Linked DNA regions of Mus musculus: region 1 is linked to region 2. Evidence: chromatin contacts called from public promoter capture Hi-C data. All regions are on one chromosome and are shown on one strand. Each heading gives the region's core, a stretch centred on a gene start, on an enhancer-like site or on the middle of the called end of the contact. The rest is flanking DNA. Distances are from core to core; before and after follow the strand shown.

Evidence for each region. Promoter capture Hi-C pulls out the DNA fragments that hold promoters and counts their contacts.
Region 1: a contact with region 2 is called in a promoter capture Hi-C map of embryonic stem cells, with 6 times the contacts expected there. The contact joins the promoter of Fndc3a here to the promoter of Dok2 in region 2. A contact is called at or near these places in 5 of 39 promoter capture datasets (cranial neural crest, embryonic stem cells, hippocampal neurons and 2 more), 1 of 484 Hi-C or Micro-C datasets (CD4 T cells), 5 of 115 datasets of contacts at active chromatin or transcription factors (astrocytes, embryonic stem cells, large pre-B cells and 1 more) and 2 of 9 other capture datasets (adipose tissue and embryonic stem cells).

The regions. Positions count from the first base shown.
Region 1 is chr14:72,708,301-72,711,724 of GRCm38.p6, reverse strand. Fndc3a (fibronectin type III domain containing 3A) reads left to right here and starts at 1,722. Exons shown (of 26, transcript NM_207636.2): 1 at 1,722-2,007.
Region 2 is chr14:70,772,579-70,775,832 of GRCm38.p6, reverse strand. It overlaps Dok2 (docking protein 2), which reads right to left and starts at 1,452. Exons shown (of 5, transcript NM_010071.2): 1 at 1,324-1,452; 2 at 86-367. The coding sequence starts at 1,395.

The DNA.
Region 1 (3,424 bases), core at 473-2,972, 1.9 Mb before region 2:
TAAACATACTTATAAAAATGCAGGTTATTCTTAAGTTCATTTTTTATTTTTAATTTTTTTCATTATTATTATTTTTTGTCTACCACTGAATCATGGAACCAGAATCTTGAGGGAGTAGCGGTAGGATTCGGCATTTTTACGAAGTTTACAAGAGCAATGCTTTGGAAAATACTAGTTTGGAGTTAACTTTGGAGACTTTAGCCTCCAACCGAACAAGAGTTGGGCAGCAGTAAGGGGAAGCCACACAAGTCCTCCACATTCAGATATAAACTCTCCTATTGCAAAACAATGAGCAGTTATACTTCTGTTATTCCAAGCTCAGCTTTCCAGTAATTTTGTCTGGAAGAGGGCCAAAGCTGGAAGTTAAGAAAATGAAACATTTCTCTCAGGGAAAGGACTTTTGCCCCCTCTCCCCAACCCCCAAATATCTCAAGATGCAATTTGATAGAATCACTATCCTACTTGTTGACGGGAAGAAAAATAACCTCTCATTAGCTAGCTGTGGATACAAACATCGGATCAATCATTGCCTGCAGCCATAGCAAAAAGTAGGTGGAGAAGGAAGAAAGCGGGGCTTAAAAAACACCACCACAGGAAAATAGAAATGGTTAAAGTGGATGTACAGGCAGATGAACACAAGCCAAGTGAGGGGTCTTTAAGAAAAGTAAGAACACTGCAAATAAAACAGCACCAAGGTGGGGATTTTATACACTCGCGCACACCTCTGCAATCCCATGGGACTTTGGTACTGTCTGAGTATCTTATTTGATATTCAATGATCCACTAAGAATTTCATTATCCAGTTCTGTTTTGTTTTTTTCTTTTTTAAGAACGTAAGAAATTCGTACATCTTCGAGAGATTTCTGTCAAATGATTAAAAAAAAAAAAAAGATTGCCACCTTAAAACGCAGCGCAACCAATAAACTGAACTACAAGTCAGACGTGGAACCTGGTTTCATCAGTCACCAGTTTTGGCTGGACAGGGGGAGGACTCAGGTTCCCAAAGACGACCCTCTCCCTAAGGCTTCCGGTGAAACTGCAAAAGTAAGCAGTCCGGGCCGGCCCTCAGGCGCTACTGCAGCGTCCCCCCCACCGCCCCCCCATCGCTCGAGGCTTAAGGAAATTGTCGCCGCCTCCGCTTCGCTCTCCGCGGTGGCAGACGTCAAGGTAACGGGTTTCCACTAGATTCGGCTGGTCCGAGTCCAGAACCTTTAAGCTGTGCGTTTCTGAAAGACGTAAATCTGTTTCGTGGGTGCTAGAAAATGCCGGGGCTCTAACCGTCTGGGAGTGGGAAGGTCTGAGCCCACTTCGGGGCGCTTCCCCGTCCGGGGCTTGCCTCTAAAAGCACCTGCCGGCATCCTAAGTTCTGGGGCTTGCCGAGAGGGGCTGACACGGTTCGTCTCTGGGGGCGGTGGGTGGGGGGCGCTTTCTAAACTGCATTCGGAATGGCGTGTGGGGCCCCGGATACGTCAATCATCCGCACAGTTCCCGGGCTCTGGGAGAGCGGCACCGGAGCTCGCATGCCACACACACTTGCGGGCCCGGGAAGCCTCGGCTTGCGGGGCGGCGGGCGAGCGGGTTCGGGTGCGCGCGCTCGAGCTCGTGTGTGTGTGTGTGTGTGTGTGTGCGCGCGCGGGGGCTCCGGGTCCAGGCGGCCGGGGGCGCCGTCGGCGGGGCTCGCGCAGCCGCACTGGGCGCGCCGACTCCGGGCTCCTCCTCCCGGCTCCGTAGTAATCATGGCGGCGGCGGCATTCGCGGTCCCTCGGGTGAAACAGAAAGCGGGAGCTACGCGGAGAGGGAGCGAAGAGCGGGGCTGAGGCGGCGGCGCCGTCACTGCCGGGAAACACCCCTCCCCAACAACCCCCCTCCACAGCAGTCAGCGCAGCGGCGGCCGCGGGAGCCCCGGCCCACCGCCAAGCGAGTGAGAGGACGAGCCGGAGCCTCGCAGGAGAGACGCCCGGGGTGGGGGATCCGCCTTCCTTCGCTTCGGAGCGGCGGGATTCGGAGGTGAGAGCCGGCAGGGGGACGCCGGAGCCCGCGTCGGGGAAACCGTTAGGCTGGGGCTGCGGGCCGCGCCGCCGGAGGGCTGAGCCCGTCGGGGAGGGCGGGCGGACGGGCGACGCCCCCACGCGAGGCCGCGCCGTCCGCGGGGTGACGGACCCGGGACGCGGCGGGGACGTGCGCGACACCTGCCGGGGCTCGGCGACAGCGGAGCGCTGCCTGCGCACCTGAGGGTTAAATCCTCGAAAACACGCCCTTCGGGTCTGCGCCCGCCTGCCTGGCCGCCCGGGCGGCCGCCGCAGCCGGTGCCTGGCGGCTCCTCTTCCCCAGGTAAGGCAACCACCTGTTCGGTCGGTGGCGAGGAGGAAGGGAGGCTGCGGTGCTCGCCCAGCTCGGCAGCCTGCGTGGGTGAACTTTTGACACGACTCTGGGAAAGGGCGGCACGCGCTGGGTGAAGGAAAAGGAGCGAGTAATTTCGACGTCAGATCGCTAGCGCTTGCTGCTTTTACCGTGTGTGATAGGTAATTGTAGTTTTATTAAACTATCACCTTTCATAAAAAGCATTGGGGGGTATTCGTGTGTGTGTGTGTGTGTGTGTGTGTGTGAGAGAGAGAGAGAGAGAGAGAGAGAGAGAGAGAGAGAGAGGGAGGGAGAGAGAGAGAGAGATTGCTGAGGGTGCTAAGGATGGTGAGCTAGAGATTATTTATTTTAGTGAGACTGTAAGTTCCTTTGGGCACCTTCTCGGCTGTCCGTCTACTAACTGACAGTGGCAGGCGGACAAGGCTTTCCCTCTTTTTGTATTATAATCTTGAAGTGCTCACGGGTAGACTTTAAAAAACACCGAGCCACATAATGATGTTGCTGCATCCTATTGTGGTCTGTTTCAGTTCTTGAAACCCAAGTTTGTGCGTGTTGTAAGAAGCAAATAAGCATCGCCTCTCAGCCTCTTGGCTAAGATGAGTTGTAAGAATGAAAGAGCAGTTGAAGCTTTTCTGTAATATTTGAATCACTATGCTTTTGCCAGTATCAGTACGAAACATATGCCAGTCAAAACCGAGCCATATGTCAGACAGAAGCAAATTGAGATTTCTGGCTCATATCCCGTGTTTAGATAAATATTTAGTTTGTGTGTATTTGCGGAGTGTGTAATTCTTGTCATCTCGGAAATGTTGTTTAAGTCACCTAAAAATGTTCCAGAGAGATGACCCCCCTGCCTTCTTAACATTTTCTTGTTTAAATTGATTTTTTTTTTCTCAACTAATGAGATCAGTTACCCATGGAGACAGGTGTTGGGCCTATTGGAAAGCAATGATAAGGTCTTTTAAAACATGGCTTTTCGTTGGGTTTTTAAAAAAATTTAGTCCTCTTGTAATTTACCACTAATAACATCCTCTGAAGGGAGGAGAGAAGATAAGGGGATAGG
Region 2 (3,254 bases), core at 203-2,702:
TCTACCACCTGTCCACAGGAAGTATCTAAGTAACATCGCCCTCCCCTGGTGGCCGCCCTCCCCTGGGCCACTTTGTACCCCTCACCGGGAAAGCCAACAGGCAGATGGCCTGTATCCAGTCACTGCGCTCTGCCGAGGGGGCTGCCAGTAGGTACAGGCGCTCCTTGGTCTCCAGGATGAAGGCACTGGTGTCCCGGGGGCTGCTGGCCTCACTGCCTACCTCTGCTACCCGTAAGCAGTCACTGAGGCGGACAACCTTCCGAGTGGCCTCTCCTCGCCGTGTCTTCTCGGGGACATCCTGGAGCTCTAGTCTGGCTAGGGCACAGCCAGACTCTCCATATAACACGGCTGCGAACCGGCGCCACTTCTGAGCCCAGGTATGCCACGTAGAGGCCAAGTGGGAACCATCGGAGATGGAGAGATGGTCATGAAAGGGGAGAAGAGGAACTGTGGGAGAGGTAGAGGGGCTGGGGCAGCCACACAGGATGGGGAGAATGGCAAACATCACAGCCAGTCAGAGAGGCCCGAGAAGACAACAGAGACCATGGAATGACAGAGCTGACCAAGATCCGCAGGCTAGCCAAAGGCCACAGTAAATGTCCAATGGATGCAGAGTCCAGGAAGATGACAGGCCCATCAGCCAGGTAGTGGGAACAAAAGTCACTGAGCCCAGAGATGAACAGTGAGGGGAGAGTAGCCTAGACCAGGGACAAGTCTTCATTTCATAGGAAGGTTCTGGCTCCAAAATTTCCCACCTCCTCTCCTTTTTTGTCTCACTGATTAAGGAGTTGGACCATGAGAGACAAACAAAGAAACAGAGACCTAGACAGGGTGAGGTGGGTGTTGGGGTAAGCACAGCTGGGTAACAGCAGGAGGCAGAAGAGCTTCCCCTTCAAAGAGGCTAGGGAAGGAAGAGGTTGGAACACCCTGGGGCCACAGCTCAGTAGCAGTCAAAGGTGAGAGGGACCTCTGCTGTCATCCCAAACTGACTGGCCCCCAACTCTTCCTTCCGTACCCGCCCAAGGTACCCCCAAATTCAATACTGAGCAAGGGAACAAAAAGAGAGAGAGATAATGTCAGAATCTGCTTCCTCCCCCACAAGCAAGGACAAACAGCCCTCAGCAAAGAGCGATCCAGAGCCTGGTTTAGAAGGCAAGGCACGTTGAGAAGGCAGACATCTTCCCCAAGTAGTGTTCTTGTCTAAACTGGTGGAGCACATGGTCTCATAAGGGTCAGGGATATTAAGACACCCTTCTACCCGGGATAGTAACAGGGCCCTCCCCCAAGCTGCTCCGCCCAGCGAGAGCCCAGCCTTACTCTTACCTTGCCAAAGGTCTGCTGCTGCTGAAGATGCAGGAAGCCCTGCTTCACAGCTGGCTCCTCCATCCTGACCATCGCAGCTTCAGCTCCCCACTGCCATTGCCTCTGCCCTCTCTCTTCTCTCTTCTGGGCCTGTTCCCCCTTCTCTCTAGTTCATTTCCTCTCTGACTAGAGTTTTTCTACACTATTCTAGTCTGCTTGATGACGACAGGCTGATAGGCCCTGTGGTTTCTTGCTCTGTGTGCGCCTTTTTTTTTTTTTAAGTGCACTTCACGAGCAAGCTTCCTTCCTGCATTTCCAGTGAGTAACATGCAATTTCCAAAAAAAGCCAAATTTCACACTTCTGCAGAAGCTGGTGTGAAGGACTGAGCCATAAGAACAAAGAGACCCCAAAATCAAGTTGTTCAAGAAAGTCCGGGGTGAGGGCTCTACATTCAGGCAGGATGCTGAGTGTGTCAGGGCTGGAAAAGCCCTTTGGAATCAATCACCATAACCTACTCATTGAAAAGAGAAAACTGGGGCTGGAGAGGTGGCTCAGCGGTTAAGAGCACTGACTGCTCCTCCAGAGGTCCTGAGTTCAAATCCCAGCAACCACATGGTGGCTCTGTAATGGGGTCTGATGACCTCTTCTGATGTTCCTGAACGGAGCAATGTACACGTACTCATATGCATAAAATAAGTAAATAAATCTTGAAAGAAAGAAAAAAGAAAGAAAGAGAGAAAGAAAGAGAGAAAAAAAGAAAAGAAAAGAAAAGTAAAGAAAAGAAAAGAAAAAAAAAGAAAAGGAGATAGAGATGGTCTGAAGGGCCTATAAGGCTAACACCCAGAACCCAAGTCTCCCAGCTCAAGCAAAGATGAGCCATATACTGGGTAAATTACAGATAGATAAAACATGTGTGTGTGTGTGTGTGTGTGTGCACGCACACACACACAACACGCACCAGTCCCATTGTATGAAAGTATTTCCTGCCTGCCAAAAACACATACAATACACAAGTCTGTGGTGAATCTAGCAATAAGAACAACATACAATACACAAGTCTGTGGTGAATCTAGAAATAAGAACATTCTCTCTAGAAAAAGATTTCCTCCCCAAGTCTAACTCAGCTGTTGGCTTCCTTCCTCACTTGGGTTCAAGTGGGACTTACCTTAAACTGTGGGAACTTCAGAACTTCCAATTCTTCTATGCGTGCCAAGCCTGGTGTAGCACTGGTGGAGACAGAGCGACATGTAGCCCCTGGTGTGAGCCTCCACAAGTGTCAATGGCTGCTGTGAGAGGGAGACTTGTTTGTGTAGTGCATATTTTCACTCTGAGGAATGTCCTCTGTTTCAATGTTAATGACTCCATGCTAATCAGAGACAGCGTGAGTCCAGGAAGCGAAAGTGAGGCCTGGAGGCAAAGGTGAGGTGGCTATGTCTCCAGAAAAATGGTAAATGCTGAGACTTTCAGGACAGCCCTTGAGGCTATGGGAAAGAACTCTAAATACATGAGTTCAGTATATATATATATATAGTTTCTCAACTATGCAAAATATAGGGATGCGATATGAATTACAAGGAATGAATTCATGAATCTAAAGGAATAAAGGCAGCCACACTATGAGTCAGCTTATCAGGCAGATTCCTGAGCTCCAGGTCAGCCTAGGACAGAGGGAGGTTAGGCCCAGGTGTGGTCAGGGCAGTGTCTCACCTAACTCTCTTATTGTCTGTTCTTAACAAAGGTCTGTCTAGACCTCTGAATTCTTTTGCAATATTAAGAAAAAAAAATGTATGTTTGCTGTCTCCTAAGAATCAAAGGTCTGGGGTCATGGGATGTATACTTGATTATCCTACGAGATAATTGAAAGGGAAACCTGGAGTAAATGACTGGAGTAATATGTAAAATAAAAGACTGGACCTGTGCTCTTCAGGAAATAAATGAATGAGCTATCCAG